Regions from separate parts of the Mus musculus genome. Here region 1 is linked to region 2. The links are chromatin contacts, called in public Hi-C maps. All regions are on one chromosome and are shown on one strand. The core of a region is the stretch at or near the end of the contact, and the rest is flanking DNA. Distances in the headings are between cores, read along the strand shown. Region 1 has its middle 76 kb from the start of Gm24680. Region 2 has its middle 96 kb from the start of Gm23324.

What was found. A called contact is a pair of places that touch in the nucleus more often than the background predicts.
Region 1: a Hi-C map of pro-B cells shows a contact between it and region 2, with 4 times the contacts expected there. The contact joins two enhancer-like sites. A contact is called at or near these places in 2 of 15 datasets of contacts at CTCF or cohesin (large pre-B cells and pro-B cells), 1 of 484 Hi-C or Micro-C datasets (pro-B cells) and 1 of 115 datasets of contacts at active chromatin or transcription factors (large pre-B cells).

The regions. Positions count from the first base shown.
Region 1 is chr14:95,002,820-95,008,883 of GRCm38.p6, reverse strand. No RefSeq gene overlaps it. Among named protein-coding and RNA genes, the nearest start is that of Gm24680, 76 kb to the right of the region's middle. Within about 2 kb of position 4,088, at least 5 of the 459 cell types and tissues checked have an H3K27ac peak or open chromatin away from gene starts, as enhancers often do. A contact at or near this core is called in pro-B cells, where this site is marked.
Region 2 is chr14:94,540,873-94,546,845 of GRCm38.p6, reverse strand. No RefSeq gene overlaps it. Among named protein-coding and RNA genes, the nearest start is that of Gm23324, 96 kb to the right of the region's middle. Within about 2 kb of position 4,550, at least 14 of the 459 cell types and tissues checked have an H3K27ac peak or open chromatin away from gene starts, as enhancers often do. A contact at or near this core is called in pro-B cells, where this site is marked.

The DNA of each region.
Region 1 (6,064 bases), core at 2,839-5,338, 460 kb before region 2:
TGATCACTAGTGCTTCCTCTTCCTAAGTGATGCCTGATCATGAGTGCTTCCTCTTCCTAAGTGATGCCTGATTACTAGTGCTTCCTCTTCCTAAGTGATGCCTGATCATCATTAGTGCTTCCTCTTCCTAAGTGATGCCTGATCATTAGTGCTTCCTCTTCCTAAGTGATGCCTGATCATTAGTGCTTCCTCTTCCTAAGTGATGCCTGATCACTAGTGCTTCCTCTTCCTAAGTGATGCCTGATCATCATTAGTGCTTCCTCTTCCTAAGTGATGCCTGATCACTAGTGCTTCCTCTTCCTAAGTGATGCCTGATCACTAGTGCTTCCTCTTCCTAAGTGATGCCTGATCATTAGTGCTTCCTCTTCCTAAGTGATGCCTGATCACTAGTGCTTCCTCTTCCTAAGTGATGCCTGATCACTAGTGCTTCCTCTTCCTATGTGATGCCTGGTCATTAGTGCTTCCTCTTCCTAAGTGATGCCTGATCACTAGTGCTTCCTCTTCCTAAGTGATGCCTGATCACTAGTGCTTCCTCTTCCTAAGTGATGCCTGATCATGAGTGCTTCCTCTTCCTAAGTGATGCCTGATTACTAGTGCTTCCTCTTCCTAAGTGATGCCTGATCATCATTAGTGCTTCCTCTTCCTAAGTGATGCCTGATCATTAGTGCTTCCTCTTCCTAAGTGATGCCTGATCATTAGTGCTTCCTCTTCCTAAGTGATGCCTGATCACTAGTGCTTCCTCTTCCTAAGTGATGCCTGATCATCATTAGTGCTTCCTCTTCCTAAGTGATGCCTGATCACTAGTGCTTCCTCTTCCTAAGTGATGCCTGATCACTAGTGCTTCCTCTTCCTAAGTGATGCCTGATCATTAGTGCTTCCTCTTCCTAAGTGATGCCTGATCACTAGTGCTTCCTCTTCCTAAGTGATGCCTGATCACTAGTGCTTCCTCTTCCTATGTGATGCCTGGTCATTAGTGCTTCCTCTTCCTAAGTGATGCCTGGACCTTGAAGCGTTGAGCAAGATACAAATGTTCCATTTAAGACCTCTCAATATGCAGTCCCTTATTTTCTACCCTGTCAGTACTTGTGCACGTGTGTGCTAATTGACACTTGCTGCAAACAGAACCTTCTCTGATGAGGCTTGCATGATGTTTGCATGGCTCAAAATATCTTACTGAAATTTTCACCAGGCAAAAACTAGGAAATTCTCAGAAATTGAAGGTTGTGGCCACTCATTCGTTGCAATAAACTTCTCATTAGTTATATATGTTGAGATAATTATCTAACAGCAATGTACTTTGAGGACAAAACATTCAAAATGAAACACATTAAAAAGTAGGGAATTTTACAAGCACGCATACACACACCCAAATACACAGAAATCACAGTTCAAACTCTATTGTTAATTGTGTGATTTAGTTCTCCAAAAGATCTGAAAAGTATGAGAACAAAACAATATTTGAAGAGAAAAAAAAGACAAATAACTTTGTAAAATGGTTCAAAAAAATGACTAATGTAAAGGTTAGCTTTTTGTTTAAGCAAAACATACTTAGACAAGTGGTTATATAGATAAATAATTATGTGGAGTTGTCACAGAAAATTAAACTAGAGGGACGAGGTTGATTTTGTTTGAAAATGATATTTAATTCATTATACTTAAATTTAATACCAAATTTAAAATACTATCTCATTGCTTTAATATAGTTTTCATAATAATTGGCAAGTTTTTACATACTTATTAAATGACATCCTAGAAATTAACATAAAATTGGATATTTAATGAAGAATACTTTTTTCACAGAACTTTAATGGAGAGAATTAAAATCCAAATATGATTATTAATGTTTTTTTTTACTGGAAATATTTATTTCAATAAGTAGAAAGCAGGTTGAATATACATTGATGTTTTTGTGTAAGACATTCATATCACAGTGTGTACCGACTGTGTCCATTTGTCATTTACAAACCTTTATTAGAGTTGATGGTCTCACAACTAGAAATGTATATACAAGCCATCATTTGCAATGACTTTCTGCAACTTACCATTGAAGCTTCAGCAAAGAATACCAAGATAGAGAAATAAGAAATGTGTGGTTCAATTTCCATGAGACACTGCCAAGTATTGTGAGTAACTCAGTATTGTATTAAGAGTGGAAAATCAAAACACAAAATATTTATAATTTATTAGGTGTTGTGAGAAATAAAGAATATAATCAACCTTATTGTAAAAAAATCAATGTATATAATAGATAACTGATTATAGATTAAAATCTGAATACTTAAGGAAATATGTGTAATTTATAGAAATTTAATTTAAGAAGACAGACCGTGTGTATAAAATATGGTTAATATATCTAATACTATATGTGCAGTGGCAATAATTAATATGTTAGTAATGAAATTATAGATAGAATTTTCCCACATTAAAAATTTATTATACAACAAATTTATTTTAGTATGGACATAACATTAAACTTTTCATATTTAGAAAATTTAGATTTTTATAAAGTGCTTCTTAAATAGAAGCAAGATACATGTAGGAACATAAAAAGTTTATAAAAGCTTAAATGCCAAATATTATGGACGAATTGATTAGCATTGGAAGGAATATAGGTGATAGAAATGATTTTAGAACATAGTGAGTTTGTTTCTGTATGTCTTCCCACATACAGAAGGGTATTTATATGATTTTATTTCAATGATGAGGGTATTTATATCCTCATCATTAAAAAATAAAAAAAGTTCACACAAGCATATCAAGAACAACTTTCAAAATAAAGCTGAATTCAGATTTTTATGTCTCTAGAATTAATGTATACTCAGAACATGATGCAGAATATTCTAAATTTCAAGCATAGATGAAATAGTATAAGGTTTTAATAAATGAGTCAGCAATATGTTTAGAGTACACTGTCTTTCCACACACATCAGTCAGAGAAGCCTAGTAATTTAATGACCATTAGCTATTCCTGCATGTGATAAAGAGACTTGGGACATTTTTATAAACAGTGTTTCTTCATTGCATGCCACATAATTGAGTTGGAGGAAAAACATTACCACTTGAAATGTGTCACAAGGAGGCAGGCGCTTTATGTTGCTATTGTGCTTCTGCAGAATCATCTTGAGAATTTCCCAGTAACAAATGTGGTGACTTTACTCAAGAAAACATTGAACTCCTGTATAAGGGCAATGGACAAGTGTCATCATTTTAGGTCAGAATGTGTTTAAGAGAATAAAGTCATGTCAAATTGCTGAAAGAAAAGATTTGGCAATCTTGAAGGCAAACTATTGTGGTATCAGCTTATCTAAAGAAGTATAAATATTAGTCACAGAAGAATATATATTAAAACATGCCTACATGTGTATACTTATCTGCAAAATATTTTGGAATATTTTGATTTTGTACTTTTACTTAACAGCATTTAAATCTAATAATTTGTATCTTACTAAGGCACCATTTTATTGGGCTGGTTTACAGGTTCAGAGGTCCTCCATTATCATCAAGGAAATCAGTTGGGCAAACGCCAATCTTTGCATATCCATGTCTGATGTCAAAGCAGTCTTCAGATATCCCAAACCTTTTTCATCTTTGCTGACTGCAACAATCTTCTTTCTCCTGGGCTGGTCCCAACTCCCTATTCACAGCTTTCCTCAAGAGAATTCCCATGATTCTGACATCTCAAACATCTTAGGGTCTCCTAGGAAACTTAACTTTTACAGCTTCTTATTTCAATGTCTGAGATCCACACATGATCCTCTGGGATCCTCCAAAGGGCTGTTGTCACTTCTCCAGCTCTGCCCTCTGTAGAACTCTAGGCTCTGGTTGGATTCACTCCGCTGTTGCTTCTGTTCCAGGTGTTCATTCCATCTCCAATATGCTGCAGTCTTCAACTGCAACTAGGTTTCAACAATTGCCTCTCATAGGCTCTCTTCATGGTGTCAATCATCAGCTCCTTTGTATGATCCCTTCAGTTCTGAGTTCAACTACAACTGAGGCTACACCTTTACCAATGACCTTTCACAGTGCCAAGCCTCTCACAGTTTTTCAGCTTCTCTTCATTACCCTTTCATGACTTCAAAACCAGAACCACCTGGGTGATTCTTACACATCACTGAGTACATATGCAGGATGAGGTACAATCTTGGTTAGCTCTGGAACACAGTTTATTTGTGCTCTCAGAAAACATTTCCCAGAAGTTTTCACCTCAGTGATTTTGTTCTCTTCTTTTTTTATTAGTCTCTTCTTAATCACCACTGATTTCTTAGCCCTAGAAAACCAGTATCAATTGTCCCAATAGTCCCATGTATTTTTCACCCCCAAACTAGAGGCACATGGCCAAAGCTGCTGAGTTCTGCTGCGTGCAGTAGCTGGGAAATGCCCTCCCCACTTGTTCTATTACATTATCTCCAGCTTTCTTTTTTTTCCACTCCTTAAAGGCCTAAGCTTATCTGTCCTGGATCTTGCTCTTTAGATTGACCTGGAATTAAGAGATCTGCATGCCTGTCTCCTGGGATTAAATGTGTGCACCACCATGCCTGGATCTAAATTTAGCTGGGTAAGATCTTGCCCCAAAGTCTCACTCTTTTAATCTTCTATCTTCTAGAACACAGGATTTTGCTCCATTCCAATTCCTGGTGCCACTTTAATAATCTAATCATATATTTCATAGTTTTTTCTTTCTAAGCCTGCTAAGATTTTTTCAAAATGCTCTTCATGAGACTTAAACAGAGAACAAATTCTCTGCTAGGCTCTTTTGAGAATTCCTTTGTCAATTCAATTGATATAAATCTCTTCCCCCTAGCCTCAGGTAGACTCTTCCAACAAGGGCAAAAAGCAGCCATATTCTTCACCAAAGTACCACAAAATCAATCTCTATGCCATATACTGAAATTCTTCTTCTTAGAAACAGCTTGGGACAGGTCTGCACCATTCAGATTATTCTAAGCAACAAAATCTTCTATATTTCTACTAAGATGTCCCATTAAGCTTTATTTGAAACATTCTATCACTTTCCAAATCCAAAGTTCCAAATCCACATTCTTCCAAAAATGGCATGGTCAGGCCTATCATAGCCATACCCCAGATTCTGGCACCAACTTCTGTCTTATTTAGGGTTTTCTGCTTTGAAAAACACCATGACTAAGGCAAATTTTATAAAGAACAACATTTAATTTGCTAGGCTTACAAGTTCAGAGGTTCAGTCTGTTATCATCAAGGTAGGTGCAGGGCATCATCTAGGCAAGTGTGATGCATGTAGACTTGAGATCTCTATATCTTCATCTGAAGGCTTCTAGTGGAAGATTGACTCTCAGACAGCTAGCACTAGGGTATTAAAGTCTTTGCTCATAGTGACACACTTACTCCAAAAAGGTTACTAGTGCCTCTCCTGGGCCAAGCATATATAAACCATCACAGATACCATAAGTAAATATGTTCAAATTATATTAGCACTGACTGATCTGACATTTTCATCTCTACTGATAGGTGTCACAGTAATATAGGTAGCTCTTCATGCTACCAGAGGAGAAAAATAATGATGAATCTTCCCCAACTGTGAAAATCACAAATTATAGTAACAACTGGCTTGGCAAACCAAGTCTATTGGTGCAGTCGTGACAAGAAAAGCCACCCCTTTCTGATTGCATTTCAGGTCTACTCCACAAGATGAATCCCACACTTGGAACCTTGAATGAGCCAAGAATCTGAGGAAATACTAATCATAGGTAAGAACATAGTGCTAAGGGGGTATAGTATTACACAAACTCTTAATGATTTATTGTCATGATTATTTAACACTGTGATTTATTGTTATAACTATTAATTGATGCATCAGCTTTCATCAGAGAGGTTTCTATTTGGAGGAAATGGTTATTCACACAGGGAACTTCAAATTCGAGTTATGTCGTATAATGAATGACAGGAAGGGGATGTGGCAGAGGGTAGGAATTGGGAGGGGTAGTGGGAGGGGAAATTATAATCAGGATATGTTGTATAAGGAAAAAAATCTATTTTCAATAAAAGGAAAAGATGAAAATGGGAAGGTTGGTGTAGAGAGAGATGCCCA
Region 2 (5,973 bases), core at 3,301-5,800:
CTCTCTCTCCCACAAAGCAAAAACAAAATAAACATAAAATTAACAACAAATAGGCCCACAAATGACACAAACAAAGAAACAAAATGAGAAAAAAAAGAAAACCAATAATTCAATATTAACAAAACAAAATGCACACAGAAATAATATGGAGTAAATTTTGTGTTGTCCAACTACTCTTGGTCATGAAGCCTGGCCTGGAGTGTGCTTCATATACCCAGCAACACCTCTTTGGAGAAAAACTGATATTCCCTTTCCCAGCAGGTGTCATGTACAAAGAAAGTTCTTGATTACTTGTGGGATTTTGGTCCCTTTCTCAGTGTTTGGACTTTGTCCTGTTTGAGCGTATACATGTCTTCTGTGTGATATTCTGGCCTCTGAGTTTATATGTGGACCAACATTGTTGTGTCTCAATGATGTCTTTTCCATGGTATTGTCTACAAATTGGGGTTTTATATATTCTTTCTACCTCATCTAACTCAGAAGGCTCTGAGCCTTGGCAGGAAAAGTTTGATGGTTGAGTTCAACAAAGTCCTTCAAACTCTAGACATTAATCAGTTGTGGTTCTCTTCCCATCTCTAGAAAGACAATCTTTTTCTGGTGAGGTTTGAGTGATAGTGTATTATACAGGTATATCAATATTTCATTAGGAGTCATTTTATTTCTATGTTTCTTTGGCCTAGTAAGAGCAGTGCATTTTCTCCTAGCCTCATGATCGTTCTTGATTCAATTTCCTGGGCACATTAACAGTAAGGTGTCAGCATGAGTTCTATCTCATGCCCATTGCTCTTAATTCTGATCATAAAGTGGTTGCTTACATCAGTAACATTTGTTCTATGACTTTACCAGTACGTCTTGCAGGCAAATTTCTGTTGTAAGTCACAAGCTTTATAGAGATATAAAATTTATGATTTCTTTTCTCCTCTAGATTATACAAAATACACTCCAACCACCAAAAATGCTAGTCTGGGGGCTAAAGCTTCTTGTTGAGAACCAATTTGATTTATCCATAGTTAATGACTAGTATAGCAAATAATGTCATTCATTCATTTATAAGTATTTCATTGAGATTTTTTGCATCTATGTTCATAAACTACATTGATCTGTAATGTATGTAGTGTCTTCAGCACGAGGACCTTAACATCAGGTTGATAGCCTTGGAAATAGCCTGTAGCTAGCTGGGCAGTGGTGGCACATGCCTTTAATCCCAGCACCTGAGAGGCAGAGGCAGGCTGATTTCTGAGTTCGAGGCCACCAGGTCTACATGGTGAGTTTCAGGACAGCAGGGGCTATACAGAGACACCCTGTCTTAAAAAAAAATAGAAAAGAAAATAGCCTGTGGTATTCGAGGGAGTCTATCAGATCACCTTAGCCAACAGTTCAGTAAGATGAAAACTATTCCTGTCACTGGATTTGTTCCTTCATGGTACAAGTTATCTGTTTGTAGCATAATCCCCCATTGCATAGTGATTACATGTAAACTCTCATATTTACATATTTACAGGGAGCTTGTATAGTTGGATGTTTCTATATGTCTTTTAAGCAGTCATTAGTATTTTCATTCTTCATGTTGCTTCTTGTACTATATTCTATCCCCTTCTGCATTTATACCTCCTATTAAAACGTCCCTTTATCCCTTTAAAACATCATATTCGATTCCCACTTATTTGGAGACTCCCTCCTCCTAACTCTGCTTGCCTGCTAGATACCTAAAATCTCTGGGCATTCAGTATGAAACAAATGTAAAGTTTAAAGACTAGTATCCACTTCTATAGGAAACGGAAAATATGTAATATTTGCATTGGGGAGTTTGGGTTACCTCATCCTCCATGATTCTTTCTAGCTCCATTAATTTACCTGCAAATTTTACTTTTCTTAACAGCTTAATGAAATTTCATTGTTAAATGTGCCACATTTTCATTATCCACTTATCAGTTGATGGATCTCTAGGTCATTTCCAATTTCTGACTGTTATGAACAGAGCAGCAAGGGAAATCGATAAGTATGTAACTCTTCATTAAGATATGGTGTCCTCTGGGTATGCTTTACGTATATGCTTAAGCACAGTATAGCAAATAATGTCATTCATTCATTCATAAGTATTTCATTGAGACTTTTTTGCATCTATGTTCATAAACTACATTGATCTGTAACTTTCTCTTTGGTTTAGACTTTATATAGCTTTGGTAACAGGGCTATACTGGACTTGTAAAAATAATCTTAAAATTTTCCATTTCTATTTAGTGGAGCAATGTAAAAGTGCTAATATTATATCTCTTCTGATAAAGTTTGCTATAATGTGATACCTAATCCAATTGTCTCTGGACATTTTGTTTTATTTATTATTTGGTAATCTTTTAATTTCTGCTTCTGTTTTACCTGGTGTTGTGTAAATTTTTTTTAATTTCATGATGTTTAAATTTTGTTATATTGTATCTATCAAGGAATCTTTCCATTTCTTTTAGATTGCTTAGTTTGGAAAAATACAGTATTTTACAATATCTCCTAAGGAGTCTTTGAATTTCCTAGTCTTCTAATGTTTCCATTTTCTTCTCTATTTTTATTGCTTTGATATTTCTTTGTCTTTTGATCAACTAAGCTAATATTTTGTCAATCATGTTGTCAATCATCGAATCCTTTTTCATTAATTTTGTATTTTTATCCATATAGCTACTATTTAATGCATTTCAGGCCTTTATTTTGCTATTTCTTCCTATGTAGTCTCATTATTTTATAACTTCTTTTGATTTTCTAGAGCTGTCAAACATGTCATTATTATATCAACATGTGGATTCTCCATTTTATTTCTTTTTTAATATATGTAAATGGTTCTATCAGTTTGCCACTCTGGATTGTTTCCATGGTTTGGAAATATTGATTCTTAATTTTCATTCAGCATCTAAAATACTTCAACATCCTTCTTGATGTTTGTCTTGATAAACTTTTCATCTAGTGCTAAGCTGTTCAGTATACATGAGTTTGTATAATTTTTTGTCATTTCTTTCTTTTTTTTTCTTTTTTAGAATATGCTTTAATCCATGGTGTTCAGATAAGATACAAGGTGTTGTTTCAATCTTATTTTGATTCTGAAATTTTGCTTTGTGTCCAGTAACTGGATCAGTGTTGTAGAAAGTTTTATGGCCTTCTGATCCGGAAGCTTATTCTCTAGCATTTGTGTGGAATTCTCTATAGACATGTCTTAGGTTCACTTCATGTATGGCATGATTTAACTTCAGTATTTCTGTTTATTTCTGTCTGGATGTCTGATCTATAGGTAAGATTGAGATACTGAAGCCCCTTGCCATTGCTGTTTTAAGATCAATTTTATTTAAACTATAGTGGTAATTCTTCTATACACTGGGTTGCCCTTGCTTATGATGTACAAATGTTTAAAGTTGTAATATATTCTTAATAAATTATCTTTTGTAATAAGTATGTAGTAGCCTTCTCCTCTGTGGATTAGGGTTTTTTTTTTTCTTTTTTTCCTTTTTGAAACCTGTTTTGTTAGATACTACAATATCTATAAGTTGCTTCTTGATTTCTTTTTCTTCTTTTGTTTTCTTTCTTCCTTCCTTTCTTTTTTTCTTTCTTTTCTCATTCTCTCCTTTCTTTTGACTTAAGGCAACATCATTCCTTGTCAGTGAGTTTTATTCCTAGGATGCAGCAAAACGATGTCTCTGATGCGAATATTCTTTCCTTCCCTTGGAGAAACTAAGCAATGTCTACTCCTGCTCTCAATCTTACAATGGCAGATTAAGGGATAATTCCACCAAAGTTCATGCTGGGGAACCAATGAATTTACTTCACTTCCTTACAGAGCCTAGATGAGGAGTTAGATAGATTTCGGTATTCTTTCCCCGAACCTGCTACACCTAGAAAGTGTTATCAACTAGAGCTTCTCCATTCCCACATAACAGACTCCCTGCTCTCTGTCTACTCTAATCCCTCCCCTAGGCCAGGGGCAGAGTTCCCACATGAAAAGGCAAAGTGGCCATATTCTGACCATCCATATGGGAAGGTCCAATGTAAACATGCCATCTGGGATTATCTTCTGCAGGCAGATTTGATATAGAAGAGCTAATTTCTTCAAGATAGAAGTTGTATGGCTCAGAGGACAGTCACTCGTGACCATCTTTGAATGAGTAGCATTCAGTCTCATGTAATATTAAACATGATGTGGGTGCAGAATTCTTTACATGGGTCGTATAAGTTTTGATCCCAATACAAGTACACATTCCATCAAAGCTTAACAAGAGTTCATAATAAGGTGTTCCTCTCAGGTCCAAAAATAATAAATCAATATATTTTTAAAGGCATTACCTGTCCTTAACTCTTTCTCAGATTATGTACTAATCAACTTTCTGTTACTTTTTGTCCTTCGAGGAACCAGAACAAATAAATTGAATGGCTCTCTTGGTACCCCGGAAAAGCTGAACTTATTACAGCTCTTACAAAGAAGGAAAGAAGTTCTCGAAGCCTTTGTGGGGCAGGTAGCCAAGATCTCACTCCCTCTGCAATGCCAGTTCCAACGGCAGGGGCAACATGGGCCGCAACAATGGTGTGCGACCTTAGAGAACATAAGATGACCGCTGAAAGTCCTTTCCAGGATAGCACCCTGGGGACTTTCCACTAGAAGGTTGTGATGAACACTTCCTTCCCCAAATGACCCAGCAAAACAAGCTTTACAAGGAAGCCCTGACCACAATGCAGGTGCAGATAACGACCAAAAGTGTTTCAGTTCCCTCTTCTGGTGACTAAGACCTCACCTCACCTGGAGCCACAAATGCTGAGAAAGATCAGTTCGGGCCACCACTGGGCTTAAACCAACGGTATGGGGGACTTTTGGGATAGCATTGGAAATGTAATTGAGGAAAATATGTAATAAAAAAAAGTGTGTGCTTATTATCTTCGGGGTCACCTCTTCCCCAATTGTAGGACAGCCCCAGAGCACACTGGATCAATAAACCTCTTGCTTGTTGCATGGATCTCCTTCTCTGTGTTTCTGACAGTGGGACATTCTTGATGAAAGACTCTTCTGGTCTTAAAATGGCAGCGACAGGGGCAGCTAAACAGTGAGCATAGCCTGTCAGGCAGGTCCAAGATCCAGTGATAAATGCGTTGGACAAAAGAGAACTCTTCCCATGTGTTACAGCTCAGTAAAAGAGTCACTCTCAGAGGATTTTTTTGTGAAATATCTTGTATACTGTATACTTTATTCCACGTGGACAAGAATTTTAAAAACATCGAGGAGTGGGTGGTGGCGGTGATGGTCTTGGTGCAGGGATCGATGTTTCTTAGTGGCACAATTTGAGATGTTTGTAGTGCTCTATTTGCATGGAAAAGGATGCCAGATGTTTTTGGTACCTGACTGATTGTCAAGGTCCTCTCAGCAGGGTGTCATGGCTACCCCTTGGAAAGCATGCATCCAAGGAGTGTTTCCTCTCCCTGTATTCTCATTTCTGAGATTCACAGGGGTCTGAGCTCACTCAGTCTGATCAGTTCTTCTGTCTGGTGGCATGGTCCACTTGCCCCACATTTTCTGTGAAAAATATTCATAAAATTACTATAATGGAAAGAAGATTTGTTTGGGAACACTGTTGGGGTCCAGATGTTTTAGTCAGGGTCACTTCTATCTGGAACAATATGAAATAGATCATGACCTTAGATAGATCTTAGGAAGAAACAGAGTCTCTGCTCTCATGGCCCCGGGAACAGATGCATTGAAAAAGATGCTTACAGTCAGCTATTAGATGGAACTCAGGGACCCCAATGGAGGAGCTAGAGAAAGTACCCAAGGAGCTGAAGGGGTCTGCAACCCTATAAGTGGAACAACAATATGAACTAACCAGTATCCCTGGAGCTCATGTCTCCAGCTGCATATGTATCAGAAGATGGCCTAGTCAGCCATCATTGGAAAGAGTGGCCCATTGGACACACAAACTTTATATGCCCCAGTACAGGGGAACGCCAGGGCCA